Linked DNA regions of Mus musculus: regions 2, 3 and 4 are each linked to region 1. The links are chromatin contacts, called in public HiChIP or PLAC-seq and promoter capture Hi-C maps. All regions are on one chromosome and are shown on one strand. Each heading gives the region's core, a stretch centred on a gene start, on an enhancer-like site or on the middle of the called end of the contact. The rest is flanking DNA. Distances are from core to core; before and after follow the strand shown. Region 1 holds the start of Abca7 (ATP-binding cassette, sub-family A (ABC1), member 7). Region 2 holds the start of Uqcr11 (ubiquinol-cytochrome c reductase, complex III subunit XI). Region 3 holds the start of Onecut3 (one cut domain, family member 3). Region 4 holds the start of Tcf3 (transcription factor 3).

Region 1 (6,919 bases), core at 1,932-4,431:
TGCGTCATCGGGCTGCAGGTCAGTCCCAGAGCCTGGACAGGGCCCTGACCCCTTGAGCTCCAAGGAAGGTTTGGAGCCTGCCGACAGCACCCTAATCCCCTACTGCCCCCTGCAGATGGGCACCAACAAGTGTGCCAGCCAGTCTGGCATGACAGCCTATGGTACCAGGAGACATCTCTATGACCCCAAGAACCATATCCTGCCTCCCATGGACCACTGCACCATCAGCCTCCAGATGGGCACCAACAAGTGTGCCAGCCAGGTGGGTCCTGCCCCGGCGCCCCTGTGCCCCTGCACCCTGGCACCCCGGCTGTGACCCCCCACCTCAGCCTCAACTCTGGTTCTTCCTCACTGTGCATGCTTACAGAAGTGACAGCCGTACTCTGTGCATAACCCCACCTGATACTCTAACCTTTTTGTTAAGTTGAATGGGTGTGTCACTGAGGTTTTGGGGACCTCAGAAGGAGATAGTGGGAGGTTGGTGCTTTGGGACAAAAAGTTGTATTTCCTTTTGTTTTTGTGCAGAGGCTGGGTTTGAGCCAGGGCCTGACTATGTAGCCAAGGGTAGCCTGGAGCTCTTGGCAGCTCTCCTGACTCAGCACGGCATAAACTGGGCATGAGCTTGTCATCCTCAGAAAGTAGCAGAGGAGCAGGAGTCCAGAGCCATCCTCAACTGCAGAATGAGTTTGAGGCTAGCCTGTGCTACATGAGACTAAGTCTTTTTTTTTTTAAGATTTATTTATTTTTATTTATATACGTACACTGCAGCTGTCTTTAGGCACACCAGAAGAGGGCATCAGATCCCATTACAGATGGTTGTCAGCCACCATGTGGTTGCTGGGAATTGAACTCAGGACCTCTGGAAGAGCAGTCAGTGCTCTTAACCACGGAGCCATCTCTCTAGTCCAAGATCAAGCCTTAAAGAAACAAAAGGGTTTAGTCTAAGCTTTGGAAGCCCTGTAGAGAGTTACAGGGAGTACACTGAGGGGATTAGCTGCTCTTCTTCTGAGCCCCACTTACCTTCTCCCCTGTCTCCAGGTGGGCATGACAGCTCCAGGGACCCGGAGGCACATCTATGACACCAAGCTGGGCACCGACAAGTGCGACAACTCTTCCATGTCCCTGCAGATGGGCTACACGCAGGGCGCCAACCAGAGCGGTCAGGTCTTCGGACTGGGGCGGCAGATCTACGATCCCAAGTATTGCCCACAGGGCTCTGCAGCTGACGGGGCTCCTGCGGGTGACGGCCAAGGCGAGGCCCCAGAGTACCTGGCCTACTGCCAGGAGGAAGCTGGCTACTGAGCACCCAGCATGCCAGCTCCCCCACTGCATCAGCAGCCCTGTGTGGGCTTTGGGGTTTTCATTGTGTTTTGTGTTTGGAAACTGGTCATCTCTTTGTATCTCTCTCTGGCCTGGAACTCACTGCAATCCTCCTGCCTCAGCTTCCTAAGGGCTGGGATGACAGATCTGTGCTATCTATGCTCCTTCCTCACCCACCATGCCTCGCTTCCTTCCCAGGATTGACCCACCAGACAGGGGACATGGGTGTCCTTGGTGGGACAGTGAGGCTGTGCGTTTCCCAGTGGGCTGTGGGAGAGGCTGGCCCCAATGGGCTTCCTGTTTCTTCATCTCTTTCACATCAGTTTGTGGTTTGTGAACCCGGGGAAATTACAGGCAGTTTCAATGAAAGAAAACAAGGGGTTTTGTGGGGGTTTTGCCTCAAAAGTATTGGAGTACACTAGGCTTTAAAATACTGCAGGCATTCTGAGGGACTAAGTTTGCTTTCCCACGACTCTCAGACTTCACCCTCCTGTGCCCCGTGGGGAAACTGAGGCAAGCCAGATGTGACCCCAACGCCTGCAGCCCTCCCTCACTCCTCTGGTGTTTGAAGGCTTCCCTGCCCCTGTGCAGGCCCTGATTAGGTGTGCTAGAGTCTGGGCCTCGGAAGGGGCCACACATGACCCACACGGGCCCCTGCACTGCCAGAAAATGTGAAATTCCCTGTGTGGACCAAAAAAACAAAAAAAAAAACAAAAACAAAACAAAAACAAAAACAATAAAAACCTCTGTTTCTAAGAGTAAAGTACATTCCTGAGTTTGGCCGTGATGGAGGGGGCGCTGTCTAGAAGCAAGGTGCAAGCCCTGCACAAAAGTTAGGGAGAAGGCGAGAAACAGACACAGTTGAATGAATGATGTGAGATAGATCGGGGCTAGGGTGGAGAAAGAGGCTGAGTCTCCCTCACCAGCTTCCTTCGAACTCCTATGCATCTGCAAAACCCCAACTTCTAAGGCCCCCTAACTCACGCTTGCCAGGGTGATCTACACCCATCTCCCTCTATGCTTTGTGAAATAAACCAGTTTTTTTTTTCCAGAGTAGGAGACATCTGAGAATCTTGCCTACAATCCAGGCAACTATTGATTCTAATCTTAGGATATTGGGCTGCCACCTGATTCTGAAATTGTCTAGACCAGAGGATGTTGCTAAAATGAATGTGCAGGTCCTTGAAGCTCTACTTTGGAGATGAGCTCACAGAGGCTGTGGTACAATTCTGGCTGGTGGCAGGAGATGGCACAGGATACAAAGACCTTGTGCAAACCTTCCGACCTAAACTTGGTCTTTGCCTGAGGTCCCACATCATGGTAGGCAAGAATAGACTCCAGGAAATGGTCCTCTGACCTCCACAGATATGCCATGCATGCATGTGTCCTACCCTAATAAGCAAATTAATTAAATTTAAAAACAAAGGTTACTTGTGGTGGCACACGCCTTTAATCCCAGCACTCAGGAGGCAGAGGCAGGCGGATCTCTGTGAGACCAGCCTGGTCTAAGCAGTGATTTCCAGGCCTACCACAGCAGTGTGAGCCACTCTCAAAATTAAAAAGTATTTTTAAAAAGGAGTCCTTGGGGAGAGGAGACAGGAATGTCTTGCTGTGGGGAGCTGCCATTTCAAGATGTGAACTCACAGGTGACCCGTTGTCCCCCTCTTTGTCGTGTCCCAGTGAAGCCAAACTGATGCAGCAGGAATCCTGTTGTCCCTTTAAGAAACCCGGCTCGGAGAGGCGGGCTGTGGTCCCGCCTCCTCCAATGGCAAAGTCGCCTGAGTAGCAGGTGCAATATCCAATAGTAGCGTTAGGGGGCGGGGCTGGGTGCTCCTTAGGGCACCGGGTTGCGAAGGGCGTCGTCCGCAATTGAGCGGGGCTCCACTTAAAGGGGCCGCGCTCCCCCGCCGAGGCCGAGAGGAGCGAAAGTGGATGGAGTTTGGGGGCCTCAGAACGGTGAGAAAATCCCCGAGAGGGTGGAAGGTGGAGCCTGGAGATCTGGGGATGCTGTGGGGTGAGGGTGGGCTGAGCCACGTTCCCTGATAATTTGGGGTTCCAGGTGCCTACTCTCCCTTGCCCTTCCTTATCCTTCCGGGGAGTGTGGGAAAAATGGACCACCGATCCTCACAGCGGTCATCTGGTCACCTCGAGGGACCTCTGCCAACCTACACCTCCAGTGTCCCACTTTCCAAATGAGGCCTGTCACCCCCCACCCCCCAGATCTCAAATTTCACTTTATGAAAGAAAAAAGTCCCCGAGTGGAAGCCGCCAATTTCCATGTAGATGGTTAAACTTTGGCAATTTCCCTCTCTGTCAGCCTCAGTTTCCCTATCGGTATCATGAAGCAGGCCACAGGCATACAGTTCCGGGGGGAAATAAAATAACGAAATCAGGAATGGCGTGCTCAAGGAGCCTGTCCCTGACTCCTCCTAGCCGGCGGTCTTCTGTACCCTCCTTTTGACTCCGGAGGGCGGGCCCTCCTTCTTCTCTGGTTTCCTTGGGAGCGTGACTTTGCCCCTTTTTGAGCCTCAGTTCCCATCTCTTAAAAAATAGAAGGCCAGCTGCAAATGACACAGACTCCGGGTCTCACCGGGGGCCACCTGGGGCGAACGGAACCGAGACCCCGGTCTGGTATGAGGCTGACCGTGGAGCCCCGAGCCCCAAGCCCCAAGCTTTAAACCCAAGCTCCGCCCCCTAAGAATGCAAACAGGGTCTTCCAGACCCCAGCCTTCATCGATAGCCCTTCCAGCCAATCAGCTACGAGGACGGCTGCGCGCCGGGTTCCCATTGGTCACTTCCCTAGTGAATTTCTTTCTATGGTGCCTTGTTTGCCGGGCTCTTTGCGGGAGATTTATTGAGGCTCAGCCCGATGTTCGGAAGGATGAGGATCAGAGACCCGCAGACATTTGTCTGGAGCCACACAGCTCACTCTCAGCCTTTTCTTTGTCCTGTCCTCTCCGCTGTTTCCGGTCCAGAGTCATCATGGCCTTAGGCACACAGCTGATGCTTCTGCTGTGGAAAAATTACACCTATCGACGGAGACAACCGGTAACGCCCGGGGTTTGCAGGTCGGGGGGGGGGCGATGGCAGGTGTCCATCACGGCCCCCCAAAGTCTCCTACCCATTCTCTCCCCAGATCCAACTACTAGTGGAGTTGCTTTGGCCCCTCTTCCTCTTCTTCATCCTAGTGGCTGTCCGTCACTCCCACCCCCCTCTGGAGCATCACGAATGTGAGCCGCTGTGTGTGTGGTGGGACAGTGACAAGCCTCTCCCGCCCTGCTTGGCGCTGGGGTCTGAGCTGGGTGTGGCGGGTGGCCATATCATTTAATGAGCTGATAATAGAAGTGAGGGCGACTATGAGCAGATGTCTCCCCGCTCCAGGCCACTTTCCAAACAAGCCATTACCATCGGCGGGCACGGTGCCCTGGCTGCAGGGCCTTGTCTGCAACGTAAACAACTCCTGCTTCCAGCACCCAACGCCTGGCGAGAAGCCTGGGGTCCTGAGTAACTTTAAGGATTCCTTGTGAGTGAACTTGGCAGGTGGGGGCTGGCTGGTGAATGGGGTCCTGGACTCTTGAGGCCCCGCCTCCCACTCCCTCTCTGCTCCCCAGGATCTCGAGGCTCCTCGCTGATACCCGCACAGTGCTCGGGGGCCACAGCATCCAGGACATGCTGGATGCCCTGGGGAAACTGATCCCCGTGCTCAGGGCAGTTGGAGGTGGAGGTAGAGACCTGGGGCTGTAAATCGGGCAGGGGGTTGGGGAGGAGGCTGAGCTGCAGGCTGAGCTTGGCTGCCTGTTGGCATCCCCTCCCCTCAGCACGACCACAGGAGAGTGACCAGCCGACCAGTCAAGGGTCAGTGACTAAGCTTCTGGAGAAGATCCTGCAAAGGGTGAGGGGGGGCTGGCGCGAGGAACTCCCGTGGCCGCCTGGGATGAGCCCTTGCCCCTTTCAACTCCTCCATTCCTCATTTGTAAAGCGGGGTGATAGGAGCTCGGTGGGGATCAGTGGGGGGAGTGCTCACCTCCATTCTGGCTCTGTGGGAGGATCATGGGTCCAAGGTCATTTATGGCCAGGGGACTACTGAGCAGTCCACCCAGGTCTCACCCATCGTTGCTTCACAGGCATCCCTGGATCCTGTGCTGGGTCAAGCCCAGGATTCTATGAGAAAGTTCTCAGATGCTATCAGGGATCTTGCCCAGGAGGTGAGCAGCCCCAGCCAGCCTCTATCCTGGCCAGGAAGCAACATGCAGACGGGGAAGGGAAGGGGACAGAACAGGTGCTCCTGCCCAGGTACCTGCCCAGGTTCAGGCTCCAAGTTAGAAAAAGCTATGTGTGCTGGTGCATCCCTCCCACCGAGCGGTGTGCTCCAGACTCGAGGTGGGAGAATTGCAAATTTGAGGCTAGCCTGGGCTATAGATGGAGATACTATCTCGAGCAACTAAATGGACTGAGGGTGTAAGCCAGCCCAGCATGCATGAAACCCTGGATCCCACCCCTAATTCTTCATAAACCAGGAGAGGTGACACTGCTGTCACACCAGCATTCGGGAGGTAGAAGCAGGTCCTCCTCCGCTACATAGCAAGGAAGGCCAGGCAGCCACATGAAACCCTATTTCAAAAACAAGACAAAACAAAACAAAACAAAACAAAAACCCAAACACAAAACAAAACAAAAGCCAAAAACCAAAAAAGGTTGTCAGATGGTCTGCAGGAGGTGTCCAGCTGCCCTGGGTGACTTCTCTACAGCTCCTGACACTGCCCAGCCTGATGGAGCTCCGAGCTTTGCTGCGGAGGCCCCGAGGGTCAGCTGGTTCTCTGGAGCTGGTTTCGGAGGCCCTCTGCAGTACCAAGGGACCCAGCAGTCCAGGGGGCCTGTCCCTCAATTGGTACGAAGCCAACCAGCTTAATGAGTTCATGGGGCCAGAGGTGGCCCCTGCCCTGCCTGACAACAGTCTCAGTAAGTCTTTAGGGCTGTGTTGGGTCCCCGTGGGGCCGGTGGAGAGCAGAGCATGTTCTCCTGGGGCTCACCGTATCCTCCCCTATCAGGCCCTGCCTGCTCTGAGTTTGTGGGGACACTGGATGACCACCCTGTGTCTCGGCTGCTCTGGAGGCGCCTGAAGCCATTGATCCTCGGGAAAATTCTCTTTGCACCTGACACAAACTTCACTCGGAAGCTCATGGCTCAGGTGAGACGCAGGAGCCAAAGAAGGGACAGCGATATACACAGTACCCTTAGTCAGGTGGCCAAGAGCAGTGAGTAAGACTCAGGTGAGACTGAGGCTTGTTCAGGAGTAGAATCCCTGCCTAGACTCTCAGTGAGGGACTGTGGGGGTGTGGTCAGCATGGACACCCTGCCTGGAATTCCCAGATAGGGGCAGGGGTTGTAGAACATCTGCCCCACCCTCCCAAGCCTCTGACCCTCACATCTTCCCAGCCCATGTAGGAGCTGGAAAGATAGGAGCTTGGGGCTGGGGAGGCAGGGTTCAATGGTTAGGGGGTCGCCTGAAATGCACAAAATGCACAGAGCTCTGGGCTCTACACACACACACACACACACACACACACACACACACACACATTTAGTTTTTCGTTTTTTT
Region 2 (6,739 bases), core at 3,545-6,044, 410 kb after region 1:
GGAGACACTAGGTGTCAGGAATCGAACCTGGGTCATTGAAAGAACAAGAGTTCACAACCCCTGAAATATGAGATATCTCTAGCCTCTTCTGTGGTGTTAATTTGTCTTGACACCAGGTCTTCAGTAGCCTAGGCTGGTGACCTGGATGGAACTCTTGGTTGTTTTGACTTGACACCCAGAGTGCTGGGAAGAGACGTATGCAGGATTTTTTTTTTTTTTTTTTTTTTGGTTTTTTCAAGACAGGGTTTCTCTGTGTAGCCCTGGCTATCCTGGAACTTAACTCTGTAGACCAGGCTGGCCTTAAACTCAGAAATCCACCTGCCTCTGCCTCCCAAGTACTGGGATTAAAGGCGTGAGCCACCACCGCCCGGCTTCGCAGGATTTCTTAAGACAAGAAATCACTTAGTGCACACTGTCTGGAAATCTGACCATACTGGGTTATGAAGCACCGAGATGTATGTGCTGGGTTGGTGACAGCAGTTTTACCAAAAGGCTGTGGCTGATCTGGCACAGCTCTTACTTAGCATGCAAGAAGGCCCAGGGGCCATCCTCGGCTCCATGAACACCAGGCATGGCAGTGGACAGCTGCATGAGCACTTGAGAGACAGGGGCAGGAGGTTGAGAAGTCTAAGGTCAGACTTAGCTATATAGTGAGTGTGAGGCCAGCCTGGGCTATATAAGAACTTGTCTTAGAAACAAACAAAACCAGGAAGGAAGGAGCCCTGCTCTAGCTGGGTATGGTGGCCAATAGGGGCCGTGAATACTACTTTAAAAGCATTAAAGCTGGGAGTGATTTATCAGACCAGCTGAGAGAAAACAATGTGCAGTTTCCACCCAGAAAACACTTGAATGTAGTGTAAGGGTTTCTGCTTGTTAAAGACTCTCCCAGACGTGCAAGTGCTGGGGGCTGAGACGAATTTCCCTTGAGCACGGAAAGCCTTGAGGAAGATGATGAGGAAGGAGCCAGGCGTCCAAGGCATAAGAATAAGGTTTAATGCTGCACCCATCAAGGCAGCCCTAGTGTCTGTCAACATGGAAGCTCCCTGAGCGGTGCAGACCTCTCCAGTGTCCAGCTTCCTCAGTGTCTTCCACAGGACTACGCTGTGTCTGAGGCCTCGGCACATGGTACCTGGGGGAGGGGACAAAGGGTGAGTAAGCTAAGCACACTGAACCAGCTCGGGCAGCCCAGGGCCTCTGAGCTCTGGGAGTGATGCCAGCAGTGTCACACTACAAGGCCCTTGTCTATAAGATGGAGTGAGAGGGTTGGAGGAGCAATAAGTAGGTAGGAAATGAGTTCCATCCACCCCCCAGCAGACATGCAAAAAGTCAGGAGGCTCACTGGCCAGTCTACCTAATCCAGGAGCTCCAGTTCAACAAGAGACCTGTATGGATGGATCTGGAGAGGTGACCTGGGTCCAGTTCCCAGCAACCACACACAGCAGCTCATAACCACCAGACTTCAGGTCAGATGCCCCCTTGTGGCCTCTGTGAGCACTGCAGGTACAGCCCCCAAACACACACACAAACATGAACCTTAAAACACAAAGTGGACAAGCTAGAGAGATGGCCAGTAAGAGCCTGCTGTGAAAGGACCAGGAACTGAGTTCAAATCTCCAGTAGTACATCAAAGCTAAGCATGGCTATATATACTTATAGTCCCAGCACTTTAGGGACAAGGCCGCAAGAGACAGGCTGACCCTGGGAAGGTGCTGGCTAGCCAGGACCAAGCCAAAGTGGCACATTTCTGGTTCAGTGAGAGACTCTGATTAAAGGTGATAGATAGTAGAGACAGAGGAAAGCTCCCATCTCAGTCTCTGGCCTCCCTATGTGTGCATGTGCACATACATACTTGCACATACACACATATACACAAGTCAGGTGGTCTAAATAGGACTGTACTCTGGGCAACAAGCTACCAACATTAGCAAAATAGCCAGTTTGGTGTGGTTTGATGGGGACACAGTGTTGCATGCCCTCAGCATGCAATGTATTCCAAGAGATACAAGGAACAAAAGAGATGATGGCAAGGGACAAAAGGAATTCCTGCTTAAGGTCCAGGCCACCCCAGAACTCCCAATCCATAGAAGTCAGGCCAACACTCAGACTCACCATCGAGGCCTGTGGTGGGGGAGGGGCTGCCTAATCGTCCTTCTTAAACTTGCCGTTGATGTAAGGCACCCAGTCCAGGATCAGCCGCCAGTCCGTGGCCCACACCAGTCCCACGGCACCCACAGTGCCCCACATGCCGGCTGTGGGAATCCTGGTAGGAAAGAGTGAGGCTGTTAGACTCTGCTGGTAACTTAGCCTTTGAGAACCTTCTCCCATCATATCCCATGCTGATGTCAGTCAAGGGCCCACAATATTCCCTCGACTTTGCAGGGCAGGAGGTCCTGCATAACCCCCACCACCAGACTTGGGAGGCTGAGACAGGAGGGCTGCTTTGAGTTCAAAACCAGATTCACAGGCCAGGCAGGCTAGCACTCACCTTTAACCCCAGCACTTGAGAGGCAGAGGCAGGAGGAGGATGTCTGAGTTCAAGACAGCTAGGACTACACAGAGAAACTTGTCTCAAAACAACAACTACAGACAAAACCAGCCCAAGCTACAGACTGAGATCCTACTTGAAAAATAAAAACGTGGTCACCAGGCACAGTGCTCACACTATAACCCTAACCCCAGCACTCTCTCGGAGTTTGAGGCCAGCTCAGAGGGAAAAGGCCCCCTGCTACCAAGCCTGTCATGGTCACTGGAACCCAGGTCGTAGGGAACCCACACTTTCAAGCTGCTGTCTGACTTCCATGCACATACTGTGGCTGGCACTGGTGCCAACAAACACACAGACATGACATATAAAATACAACACACACACATACATGACATAAAAACCAGGGTGGAGGGGAGGCTGTGGCTGTTGCTCAGTGGATAGAGAGCTTGCCTGACACACAGGAAGCCCTGGCTTCCATCCCAAGCACATGAACCAGGTGCGTTCATGAGTTCAAGGCTATCTCTGGTCACAGAGAGAGTTAGAAGCCTGCCCCGGTTCCATGAGACCTACATGAAAGTAAAACTAGGAGAGTGCTCGAGGCACGGGTTGGGAACTGAGCCTGGCTGAGCTTGGCCGAGCTGTGCCTGAGTCCTTGACTCTCAGCACAGCCATTATTACTTTTTGCCTAGAGTTTTTTGAGACAAGACTCAATATGCAACTTAAGCACACCTAGAACCTGTGATCCTCCTGCCTCAGCCTCCCAAGCCTTTGGATTACAGGCATGCACTATCACGATGGGCAACATACTGTGGTAAACTTGTAAACTCCTGTTACATCGCATATGTGACCGTGACAGCTGGCACTTGGCTTCCGAGGACTGGATGTCAGTGAGATTCTTGTCTCAGGTGAGTGGGAGTTGGGGCTGATTCATCAGAAGACCCTTCCCTGGGCAGCAGGACCAGGCTACTGGGGGCAAAGTTCATCCGCTGCTCTGTTTGGTTATGCCCAGTGGGACCATGTGGATACTGCTCTGTTTGGTTATGCCCAGTGGGACCATGTGGACAGTTTGTAGACAGCCCATGAATCTGAACTACACAGAGCACCAAGATACCAGCCACTGAGCAACAGTGCCAGAACCTTACCTCCTCTGTCCCCTGCTAAGACACCCAGAGTGTCACCTCCAAGCCTCACACACAAACGGAATCTCCCACAGGTGAGCCCTCTCCCTGGCCTCCCAGCAGGTGTCTTCTGTCTGATCCATGCCACCCTCCGCTGCGGCCACTAATACCATACAGCCTACCCAGAAGGGTCAGTCATGGTATAGCTATACTCATTCATTCATCATTCATGGAGACAGGGTTCAATGTACCCTACCCCGACCTGGAATTCACTATGTATCAGAGGATGGCCATAAACTCCTGGCTCTTGCCTGCCACCACCCCACCCCTCTACCCCCAGTGCTGTGACAACCCCTGTGTGGCGCTGTGGATGGACCCTGAGCACCATCTTCTGGAGACTTCCGGCACCTGTGCGTGTAGTACCGGTTCTATGTACTACACGCACACAAACCCACACATATACATATAATTGGAAATAAACTATTAATAAAAATTAAACTGGAGAAGATGGCCCTTTTCCCAGAGATCCCAGGTTCAATTTCCAGCACCCACATGCTTCATAACCATTTCTAGCTCTAGTACCAGGGGAGCCGATGGCCTCTTCTCGCCTACCTGGATACTGGGCACGTATACGGTACACAGACACGCATGCAAAGAAAACATTCAGGTGAGGGTGGGTGCCCGCTATTCTAGCGTTCAAGAAGTGTGAGGCAGGATGATTGGTGGGAGTTCCAGACCAACTTGGGGTTACAAAAACACTGTTTAAACGAAAAAACGAAGTACACGAAAGACTGCAAAATCAAAGCCAAAGGCTGCAAGTCGCCAGGCTGCACGTCGGAGTTCCGAGCCGTAGGAGTCCAGGGTACCCACCCAGAGCCGCACACAAGGCTACCCAGGTCAAGCTGGGGAAACCCAGGCTTGGAGCACCTCAGACACCGAACGAAGGCGATTGCAGCTTAACCTCGGAGCTTCCACCTGCACTGTGTCCCGCAATACTCTGCCTGTTACAGCCTCAGGTTTCCCCAGTCCCCAGAGCACACGGTGGAATGGCGGGTGACCTCCTCACCAGTTTCTGGCCAGTTCCCGGTAGCGCGGGCCTAGAAACCTGCTCAGCATCGCTGCAGGGTCTCAATACTCAGGGTCACCCCGTTCCGCTGCCCTGGAGCACTACGCATGTGCAGACGTATAGCGCATGCGTGAAGGCGATCGCTCCACCTTTTCCGGGGGTGGCGCCGAAGACATTGACATCTACTTCCGGGGAGGAGAGAAAGACGTTACTGATCCGCTTCTGTCCTGGTTCTGTGGTTGCAGTGGATCCCAGCAGTAGCTCCATGCACACTGGAACACCGGGGATGGGGTGGGGAGAGTGTGTGTGACTTTGACCACGTAGTACTAATCTGATAATAACTTTAATAATACACATACTTAGGTGTTTTTGATATGGGGGTCTCCTATATTCAGGGCTGGCCGTGAATTCCTCAGACTCCTGCCTCCACCTCCTAAAGTGTAAGCCTGGGGTAGACAGGGAGTGCTGGGACTGGACCCCAGAGCCTTGGACACGCTAGAGGAGCGTTCGTCCCACTGAGCCACAGCCCTATCTTTGATCAATTTAAACCAGAGGAACTTGAGCACAGACCCTGAAGGGGAAAGGCTCGAGTTGGGCCACACCTTTGAATACATTTGAAGTTGTCGGTGAGTCGCTGAGGGACTCCAGTCAAATGGCAAGTGCCCTCTTAACCTCCATTTGCTTGGATTTTTGCAATGGGACACCTTTGGTGCACAGGCTGACTCTCATTGGTTACCCTCTCTGCTTAAGTCCCTGCTTTGCCTGATCTCCCAGAACAGGCACATTTTAACTACTCAGCTAACCCACTAACTGCACCCCTGACTGGCAGAAAGAAGGCGGGCACATCCTCAGATACACATCCCTCCGGAAGGAGCCTAGATAGAAGGTCTGTCCCTTGTTACTTCAGCCTCACTTTTGAATGGTCAGCGACTGGCATATGGGTGTCTGCGGAGCCCTGGACCCCACAGGCCCAATGTATGTAGGTTCAGTTATGCCACTGACCTTAGCCAAGAACCAGACCACAGAGTTGCTACATCAGGGGCGGGCCTTATTACTAGGTTGGGGGTTCCATGCCCTTAGGATTGTGGAGCAAGGAAAATTCTTTGCCCTCAGGAGACCATGTCCTCTGGTTGACACAAAAGGATATCAGGCTGAAGAGACAGTTCAGTGGGTAAAGTGTGTGTCATATAGCATGAGGACCACATAAACCATGTGTGGTGGCCCACACTTGTAACCCCTGTCAACATAGGATGACAGACACGGGATCCAAAGGCTGAACTACTCTGGTCACCTCCAGGTTCAGCCAAAAGCCTGTCTCAGGTACGGCTAGGAGCACTGCCTGTTCATTCATGTTGGGTTTGGTTTCCAGCACCCACATGGCAGCACCCAGCCCCTTGTAGCTCCATTTCTGGGAGATCTGATGCCCTCTTTTGACATCAGAGCCTGCACACACGTGGTGCACAGATAAATATACAGACAAAACATCCCATAAACTTTAAAAAAAGCAAAGCTGGGTATGGTGGCCACGTGTTTAATGCTTAGGACTGGGGAGACTGACAGACCTGGAGCTGAGTTAATACCAGCCTTGCCAGCATGGCAAGCTACAGGCCAAACACACACAGTGCAACCTTAAAAAAGGTCATAAGGCAGAGGGCCTCAGTGGTAAGTTGCCTGAGGACCCAACTTCATAGAGATGTAGCTACACTTCTGTAAGTCTAGATCAGGGAGATGGAGACTGTCAGAGGGTGGCCATGCACCCCCGGGCATAGGGACTCACAGCCACTTGGGCCCAAGACAGGTCAATTGCTTCCCAAAAGCCTGAAGTCTGGGTGATCCCACACTCTCCTGCCTGTTTGCCACTAAAGCAGAGATAAGGCAAGGCAGTCTTGTATTCATTCCAGCTGTTCCTCCCATGGCTTCCAGAAGTGGCAGGTTCCCGAGCCAAAGTGGTAAACAGATTATTTGCCATAACAAGGCGTTACCATGGTTCCGAACAAAATCTTCCTCACTAGAGGCTTTTGAGGTGTTTCAGGAAGTGTAACTTGTGGGGACAGAGGTCAGCATGGAACA
Region 3 (7,401 bases), core at 3,706-6,205, 500 kb after region 1:
GGGGAGGGTCTTTATTTATCTTCCTTCCCCAGCCAGGGAGGAGGGGAAGAAGCCCATTATGTCCAATGGGTGCCCGGCTCCCTAACTCCACTCTGCAAGAGCAGTTCCTTCCCCACCGAGCCTAAAACTCAAGCCGGCGGGGAGACAGAGGTAGAAGCCTTGCCAAGCTGAGCGAAATGTCTGTCTGGCAAGGAGCTGTCTTCCTTCCACACCCGCTGGACCAGCGGAAAGGGCCAGGGGTGTGTTCTGATAAATGACGCGTTAATGGCGCGTTCCAGCCGGGCCTCACCCTCTGCCTCTAGCCAAGATGTTGAGGCTTGGAGCCAGAAGCCATTCTGGGTGACCCACGTGCGCCTGGCCCAGAAAGCCTCGCTCGGGTTGGAGCTCCTCCAGGCCTCCCGGGCCACAGAGGGACACTTCAGGGTGTCTTTTCCACAAGAAACCCTGGAGGGGCTTAGTCGCCCGTGGCCGCTGCAAATCTATTACGCGGCGCCCAGACCCCGGACCCGCGCTGTCACTGAGGGCAGGATGCAGGGCAGAAAGGAATAGACGCTTTGCGTTAATAAGCTCCAGGGAGCCTGCGTTCCCTGTGTGTGTGTGTGTCCGTGTGTCCGTGTGTCCGTGTGTGTGTGTGTGTGTGTGTGTGTGTGTCCGCGTCTCCTCATCCCGCGCAGCACGTATTCCGGGCCATGGCTTTGCACCCTGCTCCAGGGTTTCCGCGGTCAACCCCAGAGTGGAAGGCATCCAGGAGGCCCCTACCTGTCGCTTCTCCAGTCCTCCAGCAGGCCCCAAGTCATGCCCTGGTCCTTCTGGCCTCAGTCACACTCTCACTCTCTCTCTCTCTCTCTCTCTCTCTCTCTCTCTCTCTCTCTCTCTCTCAGGACAGTTCATTTTCCCTACAGCGCAGGGTGGAGAAATTGGGGAGGGAGCGGCGGAATCCCCAGATCTGGTCCAAAGGCGACTTTGAATCCTGCGAGCCAACCCATCCAGTGCAACTCAACTCTAAAGTGTCCAGAGCAAGGATGGGGGCCAGCACCAGCTACAGGAGACCCTGTCGGAGAGGAGGAGGGGGAGGAACGGCAAAAAGGCAAGGAAGGGCGCAGCAGGTGGCTTAGAGAACAGCAGTGGACCCTCCCTACTCTGGGGTCCCCCAGCCAGAGTGAGTGGCTGCTCTCAGGGCAGGAAACCGAATCAGGACAGGGTAGTGGGCTGTTGGAGTTCCTTCCTCTCATTGCGCCCTGGAACTTGAGCGGTCGAGGGTGCAGTGACGCCCGACATCCTTGCTGGTGCTCACGCAGGCCCCGCGGCCCGCTGCAAACAAGCGGGTGTTTGCGCAGCGCGCGGCCCAGAGCGATGGGGATTCGATGGAGACGCGGGGCCGTCGGGGATCGATCGGGCACAACTGTCGCGGAACAGCCCCGCGGAGCTGCCAGGAGCGAAGCAGTCACAGGCCCGGGGCCGTGCAGGCATCTCGGGGTGCGGCGTACTCTCCTGCAACCCCACACCCGACAGAGACCCCTGGGACTACCCAAGCTGGACACCGCTTCTCTGTCTACCAGGGGAGAACTGGAAGCTGTGGGATGTGGCGAATTCAGATCTGTGGCGCCTGCAGATTTGGGGGAGGCTGGAATGAAGGTAGCAGTCGCTAGAATTTCTATGAACCACCACCACCCCACCCCACCCACCGGCGAGAAGAAAGGACTTGACTTAAAACTCTCATTTCGGTGGGCAATAAACAGTGGCCTGTCGGGAGAGGCTAGGGTGCACCCGCCTCAAAGGAACAGCTTTAAGCATCTAAAGACCCCAAATCAATTTTTTTAGCTAAAATGAGAAGCGAAAACGAGGACATTGGTGAGGTCAAACTGGCGGAGGGCCAGAGCGGGGGGGGGGGGGGTGGGGGGGGGTGGGGGGGTAATCTGTTCCAGCCCCGCCTTCAGGGCGCTTCTGGGGTGGATGAAGGCGACTGAGGGTTCCTGCGAAGCCCGTGCAGGTCCCCAACGTCGCTGTCGCTTGTACTTGCTATCCCGACCCTCACAGCCCTCAGGTTAACTGGGCCTCAGATTTCTCTCAAATGTGGGCTTAGCACAGAGACGGAGAATATTAGCCAGGCGCAGCCCAGCACGTTTGGAGACCCCAGAGGCAGCCAAGGGGCTCCTGGACTCCATCCCTGATTTTCCCAGAGGGGATACTGAGGTCGACTGAGAGGTTCTCTGAGTTGGCCTAGGTCCCCACGGGGATAAATATGGGGGATGCCCTGCCCCACTCCAGCTCACCCCTCCTCCACCCTCAATTTGCTAATGACCCAAGATCGATCTGGCCCCAGTCACCGGTTCGCCCGTGGCCCCGCTCAATTCTATTTCACTAATTACTAAAGTGGGGGAGGCCAGTTCTTGGGGCTCAGGGGGCACAGTCCGTTTCCTAGGGACCCCTAGGTTTTTACTCCATCTCTCAGTGGGACCGCAGACCTCGTGGAGATCCAGCTCTTCATGCCCAGAAGACTCAAGCACAGGCTGCACATGCCGGGAGAAGCCCTGTCTAAGTCTGGACAGTCTGCAAGGGAGTGTGTGGCACCTGAGGTTGCTCTTGTTCAAGAGAAAAGGGAGTCCCCTCATCTCAAAGCCCCCAGCTTCCTCTCTTTTTCTTCAAAATGGATTCTCCGCTCATGGGGGAGGGGGGCTATAGATATCATTTGAAACAAAAAAAATGAAGGCAGGGGACTGCATCATCCCAACCCTCTGCCCAGGAATCCCGGGGTGGCTGGTATTTGAAAGGGTTTATGGTCATCTTTTGTTTTTCTGTTTTTAAACACCCAGTCAACCCCTGTAGCTCTTTGCTTTCTAGAGCTCTGAATGCTATCGGTTGACGGTGGTGGATTGATTTCCACACCCCACGATTATTTTTAATTATCTGTGATGTTGTAGGATAGACTTGGGGACTGCAGACTTGACTCTGATCCTGGCCATAGCAACTGTCCCCAGCTCTTTGTCACTGGGGAGGAAACCCCAGTGGTGCAACAGACACTCTGTGTGCCTCAGTTCCTCTATCTGGAAGATGGCTGTGGCCCCAAATTGTCCAGGCTCCCCAAATCAGAAGACCCCAAGGCTTCTGCCCCTTGGGGGAGATGGATGGGTAAAAGTACCCACTCCTGCAAGCTTCACCCTAATGGCCCCCTCTGCAGTCTTTACTCCCCACTATCCCCACCCCCACCCCCAACCAGGAGACCAAGATGGCAACAGGCAAGAAGTGATAGGCTCTGGATCTCTTCCCTCTCTAGGACTGTTAAACAGCTGGAGCTTAATAAATGCTGACTTGTTCACATTGAAACAGTCCCTTCAGCCCTGTCCACCCAAGGATTTGGGAGAGGGACCTCTGTGTACCCCCCCCCTTAATGGCTCATATACAATGCCACTCACTTTCCTCCAAGATCCTCTTCTCTGGGGGGGGGGGGGCAGCATGAAAGGGGAAAATGAGGAACAGAAAAGGATCTGTGCAGCCCCGGGCATGGACCACCACGCCTGTCACACAGCCAGTGCACTGTGGACATCAGATTCTTGGTTTGCTTTGTTTCCAGCCTGATAGCCCAAGCCATTGGTGGGGGCATCCCTTGAGTGAGCGTCAGAGCCCATGGGTGACTCAAGCTCCAGAACAAATGCCAATAACCCTCCCTGGCAGTGAGCAGGGCAAGGGAGGCAGGGGCTGAGGCTGAGTGAAGACACCCTCCTAACACAAGGTCCCCCCAGAGTCTGGCATGGCCACCCTGGTAATCGGTAATCTCTTCTCCACAAACCCAAGGGGTCTTGTTCCCAGGTGCTTTGTGCCTGTAGGGTGCCATCCATGTACCCCTTCTGTCCCCCTTCACTGTCTGCAGGTGGGAAAGGGAGAGAGAGAGAGAGAGAGAGAGAGAGAGAGAGAGAGAGAGAGAGAGAGAGAGAGAGAGATCCTAGGCTAGCTATCTCAGTCTGAAAAAAAAAAAAAAACCCCAAACCCAAGCTGGTCTAGAGATGACCAGTCTCAGACAAGACATCCTTAGACCCCAGAGATATTGGGGACAGGAAGTAGCCAATTACACGGGACTTAGGAGGAATTTTCCCCTCTCTCTTCCCCCCCTCTCTGTCATCTTTTCCATGTGTAGCCCTGACTGTCCTTGAATCCAGTTCTGTAGACCAGGCTGACCTTGAACTCAGAAATCCACCTGCCTCTGCCTCCCAAGTGCCGAGATTAAAGGCATGTGCCACTACACCGGACCTTGGAGGAATTTATGTTTGCTTTGATGCAAAGACTCACTATAAAGCCCTTGCCTGACTGGAACTTGCTACATAGACCAGGCTAGCCTCCAAATTAACGATCCACCTGCCTCTGTCTTCCCAATCCTGGGCCTAAAAACCACTAAAGTCCCTGTTAAGAAAGATTTCTGCAGGGCAATTACATTGCACAATTGAAGAAACAGAGGCCCAAATGCCCAAATGCCTGCTTTTCCTTGTGCTTGAGGCCAATGTGTGATTGTTCTGGGGACCTACTAATAGCCCCACTTCATCCCAAAAGAGGTTTTGAAATCTTTGTGTGCATACGGGGAAAACAGCCCATCTTTCTGAGAGTGTCAACAGAGTTGGGGGGCGTTTGTAGCCACACTTCAGGAACTGGGGGCGGGTAGGGGCAGAAGGGGGAATGTACAGGACAGAGAATCAAAGACGCTGATATGAGAACACACACACACACTCACTCACACTCACACAGAGCCAGGACTAGCGGTCCCCCACCCCAATCCCTCAGGTTCTTCTCAGGGCAAGGAGAATGGGGAGACCCAAGAAGCCAGCCTGGTGCTCCAAGGGGTTTGGCGGGTGCAGGCGGAGCGATGGGCGGGGGCGCTGACGTCAGACCCGGGCCGGGGCGCCGGCGGCGGCCGCCCCGCCACATCCTGGTGGCCGCTGCTCGCAGCAGCCGAAGCCGAGCGAGAGCACTGAACAAGCGGGACAGTAGCAGCCGCCGCCACCAGGAGCGTCGGCCAGTGCGTGGGGACCATGCTGCGGCCTTGAGCACACACGAAGAGGACACCCAGGATGGAGTTGAGCTTGGAGAGCCTCGGGGGGCTGCACGGGGTGACACACGCGCAAGCCGGCGAGCTGCTGAGCCCGGGCCACGCGCGCTCCGCCGCGGCCCAACACCGAAGCCTAGTGGCATCGGGGCGCCCAGGCCTGGTGGCCGGCATGGCTAGCCTGCTGGACGGTGGTGGCGCCGGGGGCGGGGGCGCCGGGGGCGCGGGGGCTGCAGGGGCCGCGGGTGGTGGCCCTGACTTCCGTGGGGAGCTGGCTGGCCCCCTGCACCCGGCCATGGGTATGGCGTGCGAGGCCCCAGGTTTGGGTGGCACCTACACCACGCTCACGCCCTTGCAGCACCTGCCGCCGCTGGCCGCCGTGGCCGATAAGTTCCACCAGCACGCGGTGGCTGGGGCGCACGGAGGCCATCCACACGCTCACCCTCACCCGGCCACCGCGCCGCCACCGCCCCCTCCGCAGCGCCTGGCGGCCAGCGTGAGCGGCAGCTTCACCCTCATGCGCGACGAGCGGGCGGCGCTGGCCTCGGTGGGCCACCTCTACGGGCCTTATGGCAAGGAGCTGCCCACCATGGGGTCGCCACTGTCGCCGCTGCCCAGCGCGCTGCCCCCCGCTCTGCACAGCGCCCCGCAGCCGCCGCCGCCGCCACCGCTCGCCGCTTACGGGGCTCCGGGCCACCTGGCCGGGGACAAACTACTGCCACCTGCCGCCTTCGAGCCACACGCGGCGCTTCTGGGGCGCGCAGAGGACGCGCTGGCCCGAGGGCTGCCTGGAGGCGGCGGCGGCGCGGGAGGCGGCGGGGCGGCCGGCGGGGCGGCCGCGGGTTTGCTGGCTCCGCTGGGCGGGCTGGCTGCGGCCGGGGCGCACGGGCCTCACTCAGGCGGCGGTGGCCCCGGAGGGGGCGGTGGCGCTGGCGGCGGCAGCGGCGGCCCGGGAGCCGGCGCTGCAGCCGAAGAGATCAACACCAAAGAGGTGGCCCAGCGCATCACCGCCGAGCTGAAGCGCTACAGCATCCCGCAGGCCATCTTCGCGCAGCGCATCCTGTGCCGCTCGCAGGGCACGCTCTCCGACCTGCTGCGCAACCCGAAGCCCTGGAGCAAGCTCAAATCCGGCCGCGAGACCTTCCGCAGGATGTGGAAGTGGCTGCAGGAGCCGGAGTTCCAGCGCATGTCGGCGCTGCGCCTGGCAGGTAGGGACAAGGGCCCCTGAGGCTCGATCCTGGGGGACATGGTTGGCACAGGATGAAGGACCTTGGCTAGTGCGTCCTGCCAGCCTAGAGGGGGGAAACTGTAGCCTCTGAGGCTGACCCGGGGTCTGCATCGCCGAGTGTCACTAATAGAAAGAGGGCAAATACAATTATTGTTTCCGTCCCTATTCTTTTAGGGACTGTGTAGGGTGTCTAGTGTCTTTGAGGCTGATGTAGACATAGGGTGCTAAACTAAAACAGCCCTCGCGTGGCTCCGTGTGTGCGCGTGTATGCGCGCGTCTGTAGCACGTTCCTTGGGTTCACGATCCCCTGCGATCAGAGGTGCCACTCCCCTCGTCCCCAAACATCCTGCAAGAGGGACCAAAGGCGCCCTCTCTCCACCCAGTCACAAAGCTCTAGGTGCTGACTAGACTCAGCCAAGGCCTGGCCACCGCTCTGCCCCCAGCCCCAGCACCACCACCACCACCGAGCTCTCTTCCTATGCAGCTCAGCCTCTGCCGACGATCGATCCGCTAGTCCCCCATCCCTCCCCCCTCTGGCCGTTGGCAAAGGTCATTTGAGATTGGGGGAGGGGCAGCCCTTGGGACCCTGGGCTCAGTGGCATCCACCAGAGGCCTTCACACCCCCCCCCCCCCGTGGCTCCCAGGGCCTCACTCCCTCCTGTTTTCCTGTCCCCCCTTTCTACTTCTCTCCACGGGGACAAATTGCTGTCCCTCTCTTCGAGCTGCCTCTTCGGTACCCAGTCCAGTCTCTCTTTATTCTTTTCTTCTCTTGCGCCTTGCCTGAGTCTCTCCCACACACAGAAGCATGCGAGCCAGCCCCTGGGGGACCCGTTGTCTCCTCCTTTGGTCTAACCTGTCCCCTCCCACCCCAGCGAGGAATGTGGGGGTGTGCCATAGACCCTACATCCTCCGTGATTGGGAAGGGGTGTCAGGAGGCCGGTGGTCTGGGCAGAGCGTTTTTTCTATGGCGTAGTGGGGAGGGGGCTGTGCACCCCGTTCCAGGGACAATAGCGGTTTCCAGAGCCTCATCGATCCCTCTGCATACAAACACAGAGAGGGGCGGGGCAGCCGGGACTCAAGAGAGGCGCCCCTAAGGCAGGAGCTGAGAACTGGGTTGACTGTACCCCTCAGACCACACTAC
Region 4 (7,230 bases), core at 1,712-4,211, 440 kb after region 1:
CCACAGCTCTGAACAGCCCTTCCCTCTCTCTGGGCTCCGTTCTTCTCCTCACTGGTGAGGTGCCAGGTGGGAGCACTTCTTTGGTGGATGTCACCAGGCCTACGGTAGGGGGCTCCATTTCCTCTGAGATTTCCCCCACTCTTGCAAGCTGGGGGCTCCACTCCTACTGGCAGACACTCCCACTTCAACCCTACCTTCCAGGCCAGGAGTGGTGGGGTGGGTAGGCACTGAGGGGCGGGGGGGGGGGGGGGGCGCTAGCTCACCATGCTGAAGTCCAGGAGGTCACTCAGTTCCTTGTCAGAGCCCACGGGTGCCATTCTCTGAGACTGGTTCATCATCCACCCAGGACAGCAGGTGTTGGAACTGGGGTGCGTCCCCCAGATCTAGAGACAGCCCTGTGGTGACACCAGGGGACAGAAGGGGAGAAACAGAGGGACTGAGAGCGTGGACAAGTGGGCATTAGAAGTGAGGCCCTGGGGTCAATGGGGGTCCTGAAGGAAGAGGCAGGAGCCTGGGTTCTGGGGGGATCCTCTGTAGATCCTTCTCATGAGCAAATGAGTAGCTTGAACAATGGAGAGAAGGGGTACACATATGAAATCTCCCAATTCCCAGAGGCCCACCAGAGTGTCAAATTGCATTTTAAAGGGGTGGGGGGGGGACTGTCTATGGGCCCTGTCCAGGAAGAAAGGGGTGGCCCAGGCTCTGCCTCCTCCAAATAAACTTGGTGGAACCTTCCCATGCAGCAGCTGTCACAGAATACCCAAGACCCTGGTCACCCCAAATCCAAAGCAAAACAAACTGTGAACCTCAAGGCTCTAGTGGGTGGAAGAGGTGTTATCCCTGGGACCCACAACTTCTCCCTCTCACCCCCAAAACCCAACCTCATTCAAGAAAGCTAAAAAACAAAACAAAATTAAAACAAAACAAAACACTCAAACCAAGTGGGCCTCTTATTGTCAGGATATATCCGGGAATTATTCCCAGTCAAGTTTAAAAACATCCTTTTACCAACATCACCGGGGGGGGGGGGGGAGGTCCCCAAGACCTGGGATTCCCCTCAGGTCCCAGGGGCTCTGCTCCACCAGTGGGGGAGGGGTTCCACCTGCCAGGCCCAATCCACCCACCCCAGGAAAGACTGAGGGGCCAGCACGCAGTTAAACCATTAACTTTTTTTTCCAGTGTTCCCCAGAAAGGAGCTAGGGCAGCAGGGATCCGGAAGCCACAGGCTGGGGAAGGCGATTCTGGGGTTGAGGGAAGACCCACGTCCAGAAGCTCAGGAACCCCAACTCTTTTGTTTGTCAACTCACACAGGGTGTGAAACAGGCACCTCGGGCACCCCGCCCCCACTGCTTTTTGTCTTTTTTTTTTTTCATCCTTTTTGGAGGATGTGTGAAACTGACTCTTTTCTTCTTCTTCTAAGTTGTACGAAACCACACTTTTTTTGTGGGGTATTTGAAACCGATTTTTCTGGGTAACCCCAGGAGAGGTGAAACACTGCTCCAGTGGGGGCGGGTGCCACAAACACTCTTGGGAGGGGAGGAATGGGACAACCTGGGTCATCTTGGATTGGGGGTAGGGAAGCAGAATTGGGGATGACCCCCCCCTTCTCCTCCCTCCCCCATTCCAGCAGCCACTGCGGGAGGAGGAAGGTTGGAAGTTCTGAGGCTCGCAGAGGCCACCATCGTGTCCCAAACCCTGAGCTGTGCCGCGCCCCACATTAACACAGAGCAGATGTTCCCATCTCGGGGTCCCTGTGTCTCCCCTCCTTCTCTGTACCCAGAGATCCCTTTCTTGTAGCAGACAAAAGGACTTGCTCTCTTTCCTCCAAACTCCAGTTTAAATCGGGGGGGGGGCATCCTTAAGTGGCAGGGGGGGTCTTCCAAGATCTCCAGGAGTTGGGGAACCCCAAGTTAACGAGGTGAAGATATTGGGTTCACTCTTCCTTCCAAATTCCAGTTTGGATGGAGATTTGGAGACTTCCCTGGGTGGGGGTGGGTTGGAAAGGGACACCTCCCACAAAATCCCCAAGAATTAGGAACTCTAAATTGTGGAGTGCGATATAATCCTCAGCCTTCCAAACTCCACTAGGATCAAGGGGACACCTCAAGTGAAGAGGTGAAGGTGGGTGATAAGGGGACACCTCCCCTAAGATAACCACGAGTTGTGGAACCACTAGCTAATGGAATGAGGAGGTGGCCCTCTCTCTTCCCTCCAAACTCCAGCTCCGATCAGGAGGACCCCCTCTCTAAGGGCAGATGGAAAGGGAACACCTCCCCTAAGATCCCCACGAGTTGGAGAATTCCTATCTGATGAAGTTGGGTGACCGTCCACAGAGAACCGTCACAAAAGAGGCCTGGGCAAAGTTTGCTCTCAAGTGCGCGCGTCCCCTCCACGTCGCCCCCCTCTCCAGGCGCGCAAAGTTGAAGACAGAGAACAATGCGCCGCCGGGCCCGGGGCCCTGTGCAAGGGGGACGCGTGCACACTCCCCCGGGGGCTCACCCCAGCCCTAGCCTCCCCGCGGACCCGAGAGAGACCCAGAGGCAACTTTTTTTTTCTCATGCACTAAGCAGAGGGGGGGGGTCCCCACCGTGCGCGCGTCCCCGTGAGCCCCACGCGCGCGTCCGGGGCCCCTCCGCGTGCGCTCACCTGCTGGGCGGGGGCATGCACCGGGTGCACCGGGGCTCCCTGCTGCCCACCGCCCTCGGGGACCCCGGGGACAAAAGGGTGGCGGGCGCGTCCCCGAGGGTCGCGCGTGGGCGGCGGGAGCGCGCAGGGCTCGGGGTCGCGCGTCCTTCCTCCTCCCCACTCGCGTTCGCGTCGCCTGGTCTCTCTCGAGCTTCTCTCAGAGCAGGCCCCGCGGGAAGGGACTGTAGCAGAGGCGGCGGCGCGCGGCGGTGGCCCGCGGTGGCCCGCTACGCCCGCAGCCGCCGGCGCTGCCTCATCTTCCTGCGGCGGGAGACATGTTCCGCCCCCCCACCCCGCCCCGCGCCGCCCGCGGAAGCCACGCCCCCAAGTGACCACGCCCACTGTCGCCAAAAGCCACCTCCCCTAAGTCGCTGCAGCCGCGCCCCGACCGGATACACAGATCCCTCCACTACCTCTTGAGGCGATAGTAACATACACCACCTCACAACAGTCACTGCCAGAACACCCACAAAGATTACCATGACACCAAGAATCAACCCGTATCTAATACTAAAGTACTTCCGGCAGAGATAGTCTCTATCAAACCGAGGGAAAGACTTAGGAACTATCTTCCTACGCGGCGGTATACACGCACTGAGCGAAGCGTCCTTGACGCAAGCGGGAAGGACCATTAGATTGAAAGATAAGGACCGCTACAAATAACCAATGGGAAGGTGGAGAGGTTAGATTGGCAGAACTCAAACCATTTATTGCGAAGTATCATCTGCGTTCCCGCCCTACAGCAGAGGCGGGATTCTCAGAGCAAGAGGCCGCGAGAAACTCAACGGGAAGGCGGTGGAAGGGCGGGGTTTGAGATTTTATTTTCGGGTTCTTATGCCCGCCGGCGCCGCCACGTCAAGTGGGTTCTATTTGAGTTTCTAGGATGGGCTCTGGGTGTTATGTGTTCGAGCGGGTATATCAAAGTCGGGATGGGATATCAGATCCTTAATGAGAGGCTAGGAAACGATGGATCATTCTCTCTCTTGCTGAAGGACCTCCACATTGGTCAACTTTTCCGTCTTTTGAAAATAGGTGTTTCGTGGTGCATATAATAAAAAATGCCAGGAGGTGGCGGCACTTTAATCCCAGCACTGGGGAGACAGAGGCAAGCAGATCTCTGTGAGTTCAAGGCCATCCTGGTCTACAGAGTGAGTTCCAGGATAGCCAAGGCTATCCAAGAATCACTGTCTCGAAAGAAAGAAAGAAAGAAAGAAAGAAAGAAAGAAAGAAAGAAAGAAAGAAAGAACAACGAAACAACGAGGGCGGGAGGGGTACTGAGAGGAGAGAGGGTAAACTGAGATTGGGATATAATATATGATAAAATAAATTTAAAAAAGAAAAACACATAATGAGGCCAGGTGTGGTGGCCCATGCCTTTAATCCCAGCTCTTGGGAGGCAGGAGGAGCTCTTTGTTTGAGTTTGAGGCTAGCCGGTTATATAAAGCAAGTTGCAAGCCAGCCAGCTAAGGCTGTCCAGTGAGACCCTGCCTCTCCCTGAGGGTTGTAGAGACAATATGTCCCTCGCGCCTAGCTTCTGCTCAGTCTTCACAGCTCACTGGGGCTCACAGCCCAATGAACACAGCAGAAAGGTGCATGGCACAGTGGGTGTCCAGGTCAGGCAGCAAAGAGGATCCCTAGTGTAGCTGCCTGCTCCCTCTCCCTCACCTTCAGTCAGAGATCAAGGACATGCCCCCAGCATCACACAGGAAGGGCCTGGTGTGAATCGCACCTCTAGGTTCTGACTTTTTGGAGTTGGCAGGGGTAGAGAATTGAGAAAAGGTCTCATGTAGCCCAGGCTGGCCTCCAACTTCCTATGTAGCCAAGGTTGACCCTGAACTCCTGTTGGTATCCCCTACCTCCCAGCTAGTACTAAGATGGTAGCTACCACACCTGGTTATGTGGTGGTGGGAAGAAATGTAGTGCTTCATATATCCTAACTAAGCGATCTACCACCCCAGCTACCGCTCCAGTCCTTTATCCTTGGAACTGGTCCCTACTTCCGGTCCTTTTTGCTTCCCCCATATCTCAGAGCCTTTGGGCAGGTTCTTGGTACAATCTGAGACTCAGTTTACCTATAAGGAAAATGAGAGGGCGCAGTCATGGGCACACGGGTGTCACTCCACAAGTCTCTGCCTGGTCAGTCCTTCTATGATCCTGTTGAAGGACTTGGGTATCCGGATTGAATCTCTGTCCTTGAAACCTAGGTCTTTCCTGTGGCCCAACCCTGGACCCATAGAGTTGAGTGTTTGCCCACCATGTGGGGATGCAGCATGTAGTTCACTGGGCAACGTTTGGTGGCAACCTGGTGGTTGCAGCACCTCTAGGCTTGTCATCCAAAGCGAGAAGGCTCACCAGAGAGCCCCCTCCTTCATCTGTCCTGAATGTACTCTTTCCAACCAGGAGCTGTCAGGTATTTTCCAAAAAGTGAGTCCATTGTACAGAGAAAGAGACTGAGGTTCTGAGGGCTCCCCCATTCACCTCACTCCCACACCGGAGCCACACACCTGCAGGGAGGCTCTCTAGGCACTCACAAACCACCATTGTTTTCCCCCAGGAGGCCCATCTTGGGGCTGAGTCACCGGGTGGAACAGCCAACAGTGGGGAGTCCTCTCTCTGCTGTCACCTCTGCCCAGCCCTGAGGCTTGGGTGTGCCCTGGCATGAGGACAAGCTGCCAGGGGCTGGAGCCAGGGCCCCTTTGGAGCGGCCCACGGCCTGCCCACCCCCGCCCTCCTGACTGTGCCTTTTGTTCTGCTGTGGGTGCTGGGGGAACCCGTCCACCGGCCACAGAACCTGTCTCTCAGCCATTGGGATTGTGCTCACAACCTGGAACCTATAGCCACTTTTGCAGGAGTATAAAGCAACAGGACCAAGGATGAATTCCCACAGAAAGGCGGGCAGACATAGAAGGATGGAAAGCTGGGCCTCCACACGTCCATCATTGCCACTACTGGGGAAACTGAGGTAGAAGGATTGCAAGTTCAGGGCGCCCTGGAAAACTTACTGTCAGAAAAGCTAAAAGGAAGGCAGGGAGATACCTCATGCGTGGCACCCTGCCTAGAATCCCCCAGTGAGGGGGCTGGGGGCGTGGTCAGAGGCGGAGCCTCACCTAGAATCCCCCAGTGAGGGGGCTGGAGGCGTGGTCAGAGGTGGAGCCCCGCCTAGAATCCCTAGTGAGGGGTTGAGGACTTTTATGGGCTTGGACCTGGGCTCCATCACCAGAAGTAGGTGTTGAGCAACAGACATAGTGAAGTACAAAGGTCTTAGGTCCCGGCAAACTCCAGCAGTTCGTTCTGAGGATTTCAGCCCCATCTCTTAGTGTAGGCGGTGAAAGATGGTTTGGCATTGGGCTTTTCCACCTTGGACTTGTCCCGCGGTGGGGGTGGGATGGGGGGGTCTCGTGAGCCAAGAGCAGGTGAGGAACGAAGTGGATTTAACAAATGGCTGAAAGCTCATCGTGGGGTAGTCGGAGCTGCCTTCAGTGCTAGGTGGGAGCAGGAGACCCTGTGTGAGTTGGTTGCCTTGAGGCTCTGGACGAAGAGGAAATGGGGAGCAGGGATTTCGAGCTTGGGATTTGTGTCCTTGGCTAAGAGGGCTGGGAGAAAGGTGGATGAACACGCGGAGTAGCCATTATTAAAGCCGATCCCCAACATAGGACAAGCCTTGCACCAAGTCAAATCTCAGAGTTTTTTGGGTTTTCTCTCCTTTTTTTTCCTTTTGTTTTATAAAGAATCTCATGTAGCACAGACTGGCGTTGAATTCACTAAGTAGCGAAGAATGACTTGGAACTTCTGAACTTCCCACCTCACTTTCAGGAAGCTAAGATAACAGATGTTATGCACTCCCACGAGTGACATATGTGGTGCTGGGAATGGGACCCAGAGCTTTGGGCGTCCTAGCTCTGTGCACTGAGTCCCAGCCCTGAGTCCCATTCTTCTTCTTCTTCTTCTTCTTCTTCTTCTTCTTCTTCTTCTTCTTCTTCTTCTTCTTCTTCTTCTTCTTCTTCCTCTTCCTCTTCCTCTTCTTCTTCCTCTTCTTCTTCTCCTCCTCCTCCTCTTCCTCTTCCTCCTCCTCTTCTTCTTCTTTCTTTCTTTCTTTCTTTCTTTCTTTCTTTCTTTCTTTCTTTCTTTCCCCAAGACAGGGTTTCTCTGTGTAGCCTTGGCTGTTCTAGGACTTACTCTATAGACCAGGCTGGCCTCAAACTCAGAGATTTGCCTGCCTCTGCCTCCAGAGGTGCTGAGACTAAAGGCATATGCCACCACCACCTGGCATCCATTCTCTCTCTCTCTCTCTCTCACAGGCTTATTTGTGTGTGTGTGTGTGTGTGTGTGTGTGTGTGTGTGTGTGTGTGTTTGTATGTACACAAGTGCTTGTAAGAGTCCTCAGAAGCTAAAGAAGACATCAGAACATCAGATGCCCTGGAACTGAAGTTATATAGATGGCGGTGAGTCAGTATGTGGGCACTGGGACTTGAACTCACATCCTCTGAAAGAAAAGCTGTGTGTGCTCTAATTGCTCTCTGCAGCCCTGACCTCTGACCCAGCTCC

The links. Promoter capture Hi-C pulls out the DNA fragments that hold promoters and counts their contacts. HiChIP or PLAC-seq counts read pairs in DNA pulled down with a chosen protein or histone mark. Capture Hi-C pulls out chosen DNA fragments and counts their contacts.
Region 2: a contact with region 1 is called in a promoter capture Hi-C map of liver, with 2.3 times the contacts expected there. The contact joins the promoter of Uqcr11 here to the promoter of Abca7 in region 1. A contact is called at or near these places in 6 of 39 promoter capture datasets (the C10 cell line, embryonic stem cells, fetal liver and 2 more), 1 of 15 datasets of contacts at CTCF or cohesin (the NIH/3T3 cell line), 4 of 484 Hi-C or Micro-C datasets (CD4 T cells, CD8 T cells, cardiomyocytes and 1 more), 5 of 115 datasets of contacts at active chromatin or transcription factors (bone marrow-derived macrophages, effector CD8 T cells, embryonic stem cells and 2 more) and 2 of 9 other capture datasets (liver and pancreatic islet).
Region 3: a promoter capture Hi-C map of liver shows a contact between it and region 1, with 2.5 times the contacts expected there. The contact joins the promoter of Onecut3 here to the promoter of Abca7 in region 1. A contact is called at or near these places in 3 of 39 promoter capture datasets (embryonic stem cells, liver and second pharyngeal arch cranial neural crest) and 1 of 115 datasets of contacts at active chromatin or transcription factors (memory CD8 T cells).
Region 4: a contact with region 1 is called in a FOXA1 HiChIP or PLAC-seq map of pancreatic cancer cells. The contact joins the promoter of Tcf3 here to the promoter of Abca7 in region 1. A contact is called at or near these places in 1 of 39 promoter capture datasets (the C10 cell line), 1 of 484 Hi-C or Micro-C datasets (CD4 T cells) and 2 of 115 datasets of contacts at active chromatin or transcription factors (embryonic forebrain and pancreatic cancer cells).

What each region holds. Positions count from the first base shown.
Region 1 is chr10:79,993,313-80,000,231 of GRCm38.p6, forward strand. It overlaps Abca7 (ATP-binding cassette, sub-family A (ABC1), member 7), which reads left to right and starts at 3,182. Exons shown (of 47, transcript NM_001347081.2): 1 at 3,182-3,276; 2 at 4,296-4,368; 3 at 4,457-4,550; 4 at 4,702-4,843; 5 at 4,932-5,044; 6 at 5,139-5,212; 7 at 5,445-5,525; 8 at 6,069-6,279; 9 at 6,369-6,508. The coding sequence starts at 4,303. It overlaps Cnn2 (calponin 2), which reads left to right. Exons shown (of 7, transcript NM_007725.2): 5 at 1-18; 6 at 116-262; 7 at 1,039-2,088. The coding sequence ends at 1,302.
Region 2 is chr10:80,402,027-80,408,765 of GRCm38.p6, forward strand. It overlaps Uqcr11 (ubiquinol-cytochrome c reductase, complex III subunit XI), which reads right to left and starts at 4,795. Exons shown (of 3, transcript NM_025650.2): 1 at 4,670-4,795; 2 at 2,110-2,260; 3 at 971-1,129. The coding sequence starts at 4,719. The coding sequence ends at 2,140.
Region 3 is chr10:80,489,951-80,497,351 of GRCm38.p6, forward strand. It overlaps Onecut3 (one cut domain, family member 3), which reads left to right and starts at 4,956. Exons shown (of 2, transcript NM_139226.3): 1 at 4,956-6,240. The coding sequence starts at 5,058.
Region 4 is chr10:80,430,674-80,437,903 of GRCm38.p6, forward strand. Tcf3 (transcription factor 3) reads right to left here and starts at 2,962. Exons shown (of 19, transcript NM_001164149.2): 1 at 2,647-2,962; 2 at 264-395. The coding sequence starts at 338.